Regions from separate parts of the Mus musculus genome. Here all the other regions are linked to region 3. Evidence: chromatin contacts called from public capture Hi-C and targeted proximity ligation data. All regions are on one chromosome and are shown on one strand. The core of a region is the stretch at or near the end of the contact, and the rest is flanking DNA. Distances in the headings are between cores, read along the strand shown.

Region 1 (2,700 bases), core at 143-2,642, 410 kb before region 3:
ACATTCAGAGGACAATGTTGCACAGCCCTTTCTACCACTTCTGACTTTAAATCTTCCTACCCTCTCTTCTATAACGTTCATGGAGCCTTGGTGTGTGTGTGTGTGTGTGTGTGTGTGTGTGTGTGTGTGCGCGCGTCCCAGAAAAATGATTTAAAACATCTAAAACGTTTTTACTTTAAAATAATTGTGTATCTGCATGTGTGTTTGGATGCCTATGAAAAAGGGTGTCAGGTCCCCTGAAGTTTAAGTTGGCACCGAGCTGCCTGATAAGAGTGTTAGCAATTAAACTCTGGTTCTCTGCAAAAACAGCAAGATTCATGACCACTGAACCAGCTCACCAACCTCAAAAAAGATTTTTTAAAATAAAATGAAGAGAATGACATCTTCAGAGGACACACCAATTTCTTCATGAACTGCTTCCTGCCCACCTTCCCCTCTCACTTGGTCACTCGGACTTCATAGCTTAACAACCCTGGTAGTAACCCTTTCCCCAAAGCCTGCTTGTGCTACAAGGTAGCTAGATACACAGATGTTTGTCTTAACATTTTGCCCGTAATTCCTGCCACATTGTGTTGCAAATTTTTTTCAAGACTAACTTCAAATCACTTTGTTGTCCCCAGAAATTATAAAGTTCATTTCCATGTGTTCGTGGTCATTCCTGCTTAATTCCCTGGCCATATGCATTCAGTTACTCCCCTCTTTCTTCCCCCTTTTCTGATAAATATTTTAAGTGAATACTTTACTTAAGGTGACTAGTGGCGAACCTTGATGTTACAGTCATGAGAAGTATTTTACTTTTCACCTCACATCATGATACACCCATATACCGGCAGTCAGTACTAGATGAAATCTAGAAGGAGTGGGTGGGAATAAGTAGCTGCTGGCAGCTACTTGTGAGGTCAAGGCAGGACGATTGCTCAGCCCAGGAATTCTAGAGCAATCTTGTCAACACAGTGAGACCCCACATTTCAAAAAGTAAATAAAAGTATTTTTTAGAAGGTCAAACGAGAGGGTATAAAAGATGGAGAATGGAGATGTGCCCACCTCTCTTTCCTCAACCCCCTTTCTCCAGACCGTGTCCATTTTGATGCTTAGCAAAAGTAAAGAGGCACACTGTTACCTCACATTTCAGTTGTCCCAAGACCCAAGGATCCAGTTTCACCCTATCAGGCCTAGGCACAGGCTGAAGAGAAGGATCACCGTGGATGGTGCTCTCAGCGCTAGATCTGGCTGCATAGCCATCAGAGGCAGCAGCGCGCAGTCTAGCTCCCAGGTGGTTGTCAAGCTCCTCAAGCCGCCGGGTTGTCAAGGGCAACAGCCCTCTCTTAGGGCAGAGGGATGAGAACCAGTGCGCAGACTCACTGGGGCCTGCGGGCCACGCCCTGGTCCCTCACTTCGATCCTCTTCTGGAGTTTCTAGTAATGGCTTCCCTGGACATGGCTGGAACACTGCCTCTTCAGGGATGCTTCTCCTAAGATAGAATGGCCGCAGAGACCTGATCGTTTACCACACATTTCAGAAGGTTTCAAGTTGTAAAAAGGCAAGTAAATGAGTTAATAGTTTACTCTTCTTCCACCCTCCTCCAAATATAAATGGCTAAAGAAATTAATGAAGAGACTCTTTAGGAAATGATTAAAATGACTGCTTTGACCCACCCGCTGGGGACATTTTACTATGCAGGCTCTCTGCACCGTATTGGTTTTGGATTTGATATGAGGCAGTAGTTCAACGTTTGTGAAGAGAAACATAAAGATGCATAGATAGCTATGAAAAGATAAAGAATACTCTACTACTGGAGAGCAAATGGGGAGACAGAAAGGAAAACCTGTTTTCTCTAGGGAGCACAGGCCACCTGCCGAGCACCGAAGACTTCCTGAGGGCTTAAAGACCCTTGGACAGTAGATGCTCCTTTAACCAGAGCATGCTGTGAGCTTTCATTTATTCCTGGAAGACTTAAAATTCTGGCTTACATTGCAAATATTTCGTGGATGATAATCCTTTTATGAAGGATAATCTTTTTATAATATATATTCATATAGTATTATATTATTTATATTTCATTATATGTTACATAGTATACATAAAATAGATATGTATACATAAATATATTTAAATATATTTATATGTAGCCGGGCAGTGGTGGCTCACAGCTTTAATCCCAGCACTTGGGAGGCAGAGGCAGACAGATTTCTGAGCTCGAGGCAAGCCTGGTCTACAAAGTGAGTTCCAGGACAGCCAGGACTACACAGAGAAACCCTGTCTCAAAAACAAACAAACAAACAAACAAAGAAACAAACAAAATATTATCCTTTGTCGGGCGTGGTGGCTCACGCCTTTAATCCCAGCATTCGGGAGGCAGAGGCAGGCGAATTTCTGAGCTCGAGGCCATCCTGGTCTACAAAGTGAGTTCCAGGATAGCCAGGGCTACACAGAGAAACCCTGTCTCACCCCCCCAAATATATATATATATAAATTATAAAAATTATATGAATCATATAAAATATAAATATATATTTAATTATAATGTATGTTGATAATAGTATTATGATATATTCTATATTATTTATAATATATAAATATATAAGTATATAATATTTATATAGCACTTTTAAAATTAATACACTATATGGTTCCGTATAATATAATAACATATAATGTATTATATATAAAAATAGAAAAGAGGCCCTTGGTCCTGTGAAG
Region 2 (2,700 bases), core at 140-2,639, 340 kb before region 3:
TTCTGGCTCTTCATTGCAGTCCAGCTCTGGATGACTTTCAGAGCCCGTGTTCTCAGCAGTCATGCTTGGACACGTCTCCTGTCTGCTTTGCTGAATCTGCAAAACCTTTGAGCTAGTCCTTCCCGTTTCTCTCCACGTTCTGTCAACCTCCACAAAAGGACCATCATGTTACCTCAGGCTGTTCCTTGGCTGATGGTAAGGATTTCTTCAAAGTCAATAGCCGTTCATGTTTATCACTTTTCTACAACTACTTTTATTGTAGTGTGCCATGTAACTCCTGAAACCCAGTGCCAATCCAGTAAGGGAACTGTGCAGGGGTTATCTGGTAAACCTGCCTCTTGTGATGCTGATGCTGTGAGCTCTGTCTTACACAGACCGTTAAGCTCAGCTTCCTCCTTTGGCAGGTAAATGCTCAGGATGCTTTCTATTCACAAAATGATAACCTCCACTTCATCTGACCATCAGTGAGACAAAACCATTATAAGGAAAACAGGGAAAGTCTCTCTGTCTCTGTGTCTGTCTCTCTGCTGTCTCTCTCTCTCTCTCTCCCTCTCTCTCCACCTCACCTCTACATACATACATACATGCATACTTATTTTACTGTTTAGTTTTAGGAGCACATTAGCACCTGGTTAAAGTCAATCCCTCTATCCTGTCTCTAGCACCCACTCTCACCCTTGGCTTCTTCGATCATAGACAGAAAACAGGATTTGTGCTCAGTATTCCAATGCCACACCGAAAATGCTAGATAGTAAGATTAAAACCATCTATGATGGTGCTTACATTGAAGTTTTATCTTTGGAGACAAAACTCATCGGGAGGAAGAGGAATGGGGCTAGATTCTTGTGGCCAGGATTATTTTCTAATTTGGTTTTAGGCAGTCCTAAAAAGATTCTGTGTTCTAGGTTTAATCTTCATGGTGCAGAGGACCTCAATATTGCTCCCATTTTATGGGTGAGGAAATTGAGGCATGGAGAAGTTTAGTAACTCACCCAAGGTTATGCAGCTTCTCTGTGGTAGTGCCCCAGGTTGAAGACAACATTCTAGAGACCTTTTCTCCTTGTTAGAATCCACTCACCACCCATTGCCCAGAGTCATTTTTGAGAGGGGGAGCAGTTAGGTTAGGGGTAGCCCATCCAGCCTTGAAATCACCACACTTCAGATCATGCTGCCACTTGCCAGGGACACCCCAGACTGAGAGCTGACTCTCTAGTCCCTAAAACCACTCCTTTTCATCTGGCCTTTCCTTTTATTAGAGTCACTAAAACAGAGCAGACCTAACCCTTACCTGGGTCTCCAAGGCTCCAAGGCTCCAAGGCTTAAGGGCCAAATTAGCCACTCACAGCTGAGATCAGTTGGCCTCTTCTATCTCAAGTACTTGAAGATGAGTGCGATAGACCAGACCTGGAGTGGTACCTCTGATTGACACCACGTGACAGGAAATTAGCAGCTTCTGCTACCTTGAGAATCGCTCCAATCACCTTGCTTTGCCTTACCAGGTTTCACTTCTTAAAAATTACCCTGGGGACTGCCTGGTATGCTTCATGCTACCTTAATTAGAAGAACTTCTGCAGCCCCCACCCTGTAAGCAGGTGTGGATGGTGGGTCCCTAAGGGCTGGAAAAGGGCTAGAAATTCTCCAGAGATGGGCTGTTAGAGCTTCACTTTTGGGGCTGAGTAGGTGGTGGTGGGGCACCCATGCAAAAAGTCGGAATCCCTGAGAAGGTACACTTGGGAGCACTGTATCTGTTGGTTTTTAAACAGTCCCGTCATCTGCTCATACTCAAAGCTCTAGAGGGCCATGTAAATCTCACGTCAAATTTAGCAGAAATGGCCTGAAATCTAATTTGTCTCCATAGAACAATGCACCCAGAAGTGTTAGGCAAGACTCAGCTCCCATTTCGGGTGCTGTGAACCGAGACAGCACTTTTACATATGAGCCCACCCTTCTCCTTCCTGCTTCCCTTTCTTTGCAGTATTGCTTAGAGCTGTAGTGGCTGACTTTAGTGTTAGAGCAAGCAGCAAAGTGGAAGAAGTTGGTGATGTGGGGGAAAGTCTATAAACATTTAAGAGGCAAATATTAGATTTTCTCAAGACATATCCTCTTTTCCATATACAACCTCATGCATGTTAGACTTTTTATTAATTTTTTTGTTTAAAGCTGTTTTTGTTTTGTTTTATTATTATTATTTTTATAGTCCAGTCATTACTCCCTCCCTGTCCACACTCCCACAGTTCAACATCCCATTCCTCCCGCTTGTCTTCAAGAGTATGTTCCCTCCAACCCCCACCAGGCCTCCCCACTCCCTGGGGCCTCAAGTCTCTTGAGGGTTAGACGAGTCTTCTCTCACTGAGGCCAGACCAGGCAGTTCTCTGCTGTATATGTGTCAGGGGCCTTAGATTAGCTAGTGTATGCGGCCTGGTTGGTGACTCAGTGTTTGAGTGACCTCAGAGACTGCTGGTCTTTCTATGAGGTCACCCTCTTTAACTTCTTCCAGCCTTTCCCTAATTCAACCACAGGGACCCCCGACTTCAGTCCATTGGTTGGGTATAAGTATCTGCTTCTGTCTCAGTCAGCTGCTTGTTGGGACTCTCAGAGGGCAAGCAAGCTAGGCTCCTATCTGTAAGCACATCATAGCATCAATAATAGTGTCAAGCCTTGGAGCCTCCCCTTGAGATGGATCCTAAGTTGAGCTGTCAC
Region 3 (2,700 bases), core at 77-2,576:
TTTTCTGCTTGAGATAGAGGGTTGTTTTTAGACAATGAATATATACATAACATGACAACTCCCACTGATCCCAGTGAACAGAGCCAAATGTTTACATAAAACTTGTAGATTGGAACTGTTGAAATGACTCAGCAAATAAAGGCATTTGACTTCAAGCCTGAAGGTCTGAGTTCGATCTGCTGGACCCATGTAGCAGGAGAGATTCATTGCAAGCTGTCTGTGACCTGCAGATTTGCCTTAACACACATTCACCTGCATGCATACACACATATACACACAAAGAGCTATAATAAAAAGACTTTCAAAATGTAGCATTAATTTCCTAGTTGCTATCATGTTTGAGTGCACTGTCCCTTATTCTGATGAGTTTTATCCTCAGGTTGTTCTACCAGTCTTGAGATATAATTAAAATTTGATCTTCAATCTTTTCCAATTTATGCTACTACTCAAACTACTGAGAGCTATTTGTTCATTGTTTGTCTCATAGTGTTATTTCCAGCATATTTCATCATAGTTTAGAACCCTCACAGTAATTCTATTTGTTAGTAATGTCATAATCAAAAAAGAATTTCAGAGGTAAATTTTGATTCATGTGTGAAAATAACACATGATTTTATAATGACATAGGCTTGATGCTAAATAGATATTTAAAGTTTTTGTTATTAACCAGTTGCCTACACACAGTTGGGTGCTGGATCCCAGCTGTCTCTGTCTCTGGTTCCTCACCCTATTTTCCCACCTGCCTGCGGCAGCCTGTGTCTAAGTCTCCTCAGTGTGGAGAAGCACCTGAATGCAGAGTGAGAAGCCCTGGAGTTGTAACCTGAGGTTCAAGATTAGAACTGTGCCCTTGTTAGGAAGAACCAAGTTGCCTGTGGAATTGGTTTCTGAGCTCAGTTTGCCTCTCTTTTCTGTTCCACTCTCAGACCTTAGACTGCCTAATTAGTGAATGGCTTAAAAGCCTTTGCAGGTACAAGAGCTCTGCTTTTGTTAATTACATGACCTTAGGACAGTGACCACCAAGATCATGGAACTAAAACCAGCCAGGACCGATATAAACCCAATACCCATTCCGTTTGCCCATTTAGTTCTGAAGTGTCCCAGTGTCTCTATTGCTTCCATAAGCACCAGCAATCTCTTACAGTGCAGTCCCAGAAATAGAGTGCTGTACAAAGGAATTTCTCTTCAGGGTTGCCTACCTGAGCCTGTGCGCCTTGTCACCCAGTCACTTCCAGCTGAGCTCTCAGAAACCCCAAGAGCTTTAACTATGGGTTTTCTCAGTCTGATCCTTGGTTCCTTCTTGTGAAGTTCTAACTGTCCCAGCCCTTCCTTCTTCTGTGCTCACTGCACAGGAAGTGGCGCTTACAGTCTGGACATGTGAATGTGCCTTTACTTCCTTTTTCATAGACTTCCAGTAACCAGGAAAATGACTAATTGGACCAGTTCTGGGAGACTTGTAGGTTACTTTTCCTTCCCATAAAATATCATCATGACAGCACTGACATTTTTATCACTGGTTTGAATTTTGTGTCTCTCTAATTATCCTAGATCTAGAATACACATTCAGTGGCAGAGCTGAACCTGCTGAGCATCTCAGAGACCCTAATTTCTGATCTGATCCTCAGTGTGCATTATGCTTACGTGTCTATTGGGTGCCAATGGACAGAGTGAACCAAGTTGTTATGAAAACTGACAAAGGTGTTCTTCTTCCGAGCTGGTTTGCGTCTGCGAAGGATAGCATTGCCTTCAGATCCTGACTTAGTGTCAGTGGAGTTCTGCACATTCCATCTTGGCCCACAATGATATGAGTATCACAAAACCAAGCAAAAACTTCCGTTCTTCCCAAACTTATGAGTCATGAAAGTTGTGGCAGAGATGGAACAAGGAAGATGAACAGAGTTAGACGTCATATTCCCCAAGGCCAGTGATCTTGTGGTGTTAAGTAGAATGTCAGTCAGAGTAGCTTTTCTCAGCTCTGTAACTACTCCATGCTAGAGGGATCATGCATGGGGTTAAAAACTAAAATCTACAGGTAAATAAATAATATGCTACATTTATAAAGGCTTTAATCAATGAACTTAACAAAATATTTAATGATTTCTGCAAAGCTCAAAAATCTAGATCACTATTAGAATACAACTAAGTTTTTCTTTGGTAGTTAGACAGTTACCAGGAAACACTTCCAATCAAAAAAGGGGGGGCAAAAATAGACATGAATACCCAATGGTCTCATGGGCACTGTTTTTTTTTCTTTTATTGATTCTTTGCAAATTTCACATCATGTACCACAGCCCCACTTACCTCCCCCTCCTCTGGTACCTGTCCTCCACCCTTGCCATCTCCCCCCAGCAAAGAAAAAAAAATCTCATTGTGGAAGCTGTAGTGTGTCACAGTGTATCCCACAGTATTCCCTTTTGTCTAAATTTATTTGCTTGAAAATATCTGTTGCAATGATTCTTGGTCTGGTATGAGACCTCTGACTTCTGCTATTCTATCAATACTGAAACCTCACTGGGACTCCTCTCAGATATCCTGTTGCCCTGTGTCATGGAGATCTTATAGCTTTGGATCTATAGGACCACTCCCTTCATACACTCCAGCTGTTCATCGATGAGGTAGATATTGGGGTGGGTCAATTCAAAGCCCTGAACCTGGGCCTGAGAAGTTTATGAGCTTGTCAGATCACAAGCTCTCAGGCCCTTG
Region 4 (2,700 bases), core at 176-2,675, 490 kb before region 3:
TAGGACTCTGTTACATCAGATTCCCATGAAGAATCTGATAATCTCTTCAGCAGAGTCATCTGCAGTGGACTCATCCAGGAAACCACGTCACATATTCTATGTAGAGGCACTTTTTCAAAGAAATGTGTAATGACATCAGAGAGCACTGTTACAGGAGTGGAATCTGAATTTTTTTCAGGGAATGTTCTTAAATAAACATGCAATTTAAGACAGACATGACTCTGCATAACTTGAGATCCCATCAAGTGGAGTCCAAAGCAGGCAGATCTCTGTGAGTTCATGGAAGAAAGTCACAATGCCTCAGATAAATGGAATAGTAAATAAATTTTTTTCCTTGAAGGAGGTTCTTTTGACTAGACCAGCACAGTAATTTGAGGTATTTTTCCACCCCTGAGATTTATGGCCTTGCTATTGAGCAGAAACCTATAAGAGATAAGATCACAAATACAGAGGACCCATGAGATTACACCATATAGTCCTAGCCTGAGCAACTACATCATCTGGAGGACCTTAAAATGGTGTTGTAGCTTTTCTGTTCAGTTCTTTTTCTGGATGTCCATCTACTTCTGCTTCTTCATGAACTGAAACATTTCCTCCAGTCTTTCCCAATGCTATTCATTAGAAGAGAATGTTCTTAGTGAAGGATTGCATACAGAGGTTATCAAGAGATTGCTGGTCAGTCATGCAAGCCAGAACTTTCCCCTCAAGATTCTGAGGAAGTAAGAAACCCTGTTTTAAGGTAGTGACAAAAGACAAAGAAACCAAATTCACCCCATTTTCTAGAGTATGCAGGTGCCCAAAACCACACACAGATTCCATGTTAGACTTAGACTATCACACCATCTCTATCAGAAGTGGTTGAGAAGTTTGATATCCATCCTTTGGAAATTAAAACAGCGTTGCTGAGTATGCTCTGCTTGGGCAGAAGCCTCAATTCTTCAGCTTTAGCCACTCCAGTAAAATGTCCTTCTGATATCCATAGTCATGTACTCAATTCCAGTATGTAACCCAAGTGATTTCAATGTTCCTTCAAAGTGACCACATAATACAGAAGCTGTTAATTGGGGCTCCAGACTGCAACATCAGCATCAGCCAGAAATAGTGAGGCAGACATATCCTCAGGCCAAACCATAGACACTTGGACCTGATTATAGACATCATGGTTTCCGAAGCAATGGATATCTACTGTCCAAGATTCCTTTAGTGATGATGATCTGATTATTTCTCTCTGGTTATAAGATGCCACTGTGAGCTCAGCCTCTACATTTCATTCTTCAACTTCATCTTGGGGTGAAGTGTAGGAGGGGATCCTGGCTCTCTGAAGTCCCGTGTCTGAATTTCAGAGCTTCCCTGAGGTCCCCTGACAATACCCAACAGCTGAGCTCAGAGCATGACACAGAGAACCATTCAAACCTGCACACCCACAGTGAACTTCTTCTTCTTCTTTTTAAAATGTGGATACTAGAAAGAGGAAATAGAGAGACAGTCCCTAGTCTACCACCAGCATTGCATAAAACCCCAGCAAGTAGGACAAGAAGTGACTGTTTTTCTGATACTGAAATACAACATTGACTAACACGCTGGCACTAACATTCTAAGCCATATGGAAGGATGACATATGGGGGAACACATTGTCAGGAGAATGTGGAAAACAAGATTAACACTTAAAAAATAGGGGTTCTTTAAACAATACAATAATAGCAAACCCACTACCGGTCCAGGGAAGCAGGTAGATGACAAATCTCCAGATCTTCACTTTCCTTTCTCTCCTCCAAAGCTACTCCCCAAGTCTCTGCAGCAGAACATGTGCTGTGCCCTCTCTTCCTTTCTGCTCCCGTATCCAGAAGATCATGTAGGTCTTCTTCTACAACCTCCATCACTGCCCCATCCCTTTGTCTCAGCAGCCAACTTCCACAGGCACTTCTGGAGGACCCATTAGCCATTCCAGGGAAGCAGGTAGCCAAGCTTCAGATCTTTATTCTTCATCCTCATCTCCAAATCCAATCCCCCAATCTCATCTCCAGCTCTGTAGCAGACCACCTGTTGTGAACCTGACCCCCTCTCTGCCATATTCCCATGGGACTAAGCAGATTCTTGTGGCACACTCTGCTTTCTTCTCTCTTGTTGACTCCTTTAGCATTCCTAGCCCAAATCTATCCCTAAGTGTCATATACCAATACCTATAAACACATTGTACCTGTAACCTCCACCTGACAGGATCTCAGAAGCACTTCCTACCAGGTAACCAACACTCTCTTAAGAACCAGAGAGGGCTTTCATTGTGTTCCATAAGTTTGGGTACGTTGTGGCTTCATTTTCATTAAACTCTAAAAAGTCTTTAATTTCTTTCTTTATTCCTTCCTTGACCAAGGTATCATTGAGTAGAGTGTTGTTCATTTTCTACATGAATGTTGGCTTTCTATTATTTATGTTGTTATTGAAGATCAGCCTTAGTCCATGGTGATCTGATAGGATGCATGGGACAATTTCAATATTTTTGTATCTGTTGAGGCCTGTTTTGTGACCAATTATATGGCCAAATTTGGAGAAGGTACCATGAGGTGCTTATACTTAGACATGAAGCAAATCTCAACAAATACAAGAAAATAGAAATAACATCCTTCATCCTTTCTGACCACCGTGGATTAAAGCAGGTTATCATCATCAACAACAACAGAAACAGCAGAAGCTTACTAATTC

Evidence for each region. Capture Hi-C pulls out chosen DNA fragments and counts their contacts.
Region 1: a contact with region 3 is called in a capture Hi-C map of macrophages, with 8 times the contacts expected there. A contact is called at or near these places in 4 of 39 promoter capture datasets (cranial neural crest, embryonic stem cells and neural stem cells), 60 of 484 Hi-C or Micro-C datasets (B cells, the BV-2 cell line, CD4 T cells and 21 more), 20 of 130 datasets of targeted methods (acute myeloid leukemia, bone marrow-derived dendritic cells, bone marrow-derived macrophages and 7 more) and 4 of 9 other capture datasets (adipose tissue, embryonic stem cells, liver and 1 more).
Region 2: a contact with region 3 is called in a capture Hi-C map of macrophages, with 3 times the contacts expected there. A contact is called at or near these places in 6 of 39 promoter capture datasets (cranial neural crest, embryonic stem cells, frontonasal cranial neural crest and 2 more), 2 of 484 Hi-C or Micro-C datasets (both in B cells), 3 of 130 datasets of targeted methods (bone marrow-derived dendritic cells and bone marrow-derived macrophages) and 3 of 9 other capture datasets (adipose tissue, liver and macrophages).
Region 4: a targeted proximity ligation map of microglia shows a contact between it and region 3, with 7 times the contacts expected there. A contact is called at or near these places in 1 of 39 promoter capture datasets (hippocampal neurons), 1 of 484 Hi-C or Micro-C datasets (CD8 T cells), 7 of 130 datasets of targeted methods (bone marrow-derived dendritic cells, bone marrow-derived macrophages, effector CD8 T cells and 3 more) and 3 of 9 other capture datasets (adipose tissue, liver and macrophages).

Annotation. Positions count from the first base shown.
Region 1 is chr19:11,195,425-11,198,124 of GRCm38.p6, forward strand. It overlaps 4930526L06Rik (RIKEN cDNA 4930526L06 gene), which reads left to right and starts at 1,393. Exons shown (of 3, transcript NR_045317.1): 1 at 1,393-1,540. It overlaps Ms4a13 (membrane-spanning 4-domains, subfamily A, member 13), which reads right to left and starts at 1,313. Exons shown (of 7, transcript NM_001347435.1): 1 at 1,121-1,313.
Region 2 is chr19:11,264,760-11,267,459 of GRCm38.p6, forward strand. It overlaps Ms4a1 (membrane-spanning 4-domains, subfamily A, member 1), which reads right to left and starts at 1,390. Exons shown (of 7, transcript NM_007641.6): 1 at 1,289-1,390. All of the region lies in intron 1 of 4930526L06Rik (RIKEN cDNA 4930526L06 gene), which reads left to right.
Region 3 is chr19:11,603,478-11,606,177 of GRCm38.p6, forward strand. It overlaps Ms4a6d (membrane-spanning 4-domains, subfamily A, member 6D), which reads right to left and starts at 1,327. Exons shown (of 7, transcript NM_026835.2): 1 at 1,197-1,327.
Region 4 is chr19:11,118,051-11,120,750 of GRCm38.p6, forward strand. All of the region lies in intron 1 of Ms4a20 (membrane-spanning 4-domains, subfamily A, member 20), which reads right to left. Among named protein-coding and RNA genes, the nearest start is that of Ms4a20, 11 kb to the right of the region's middle.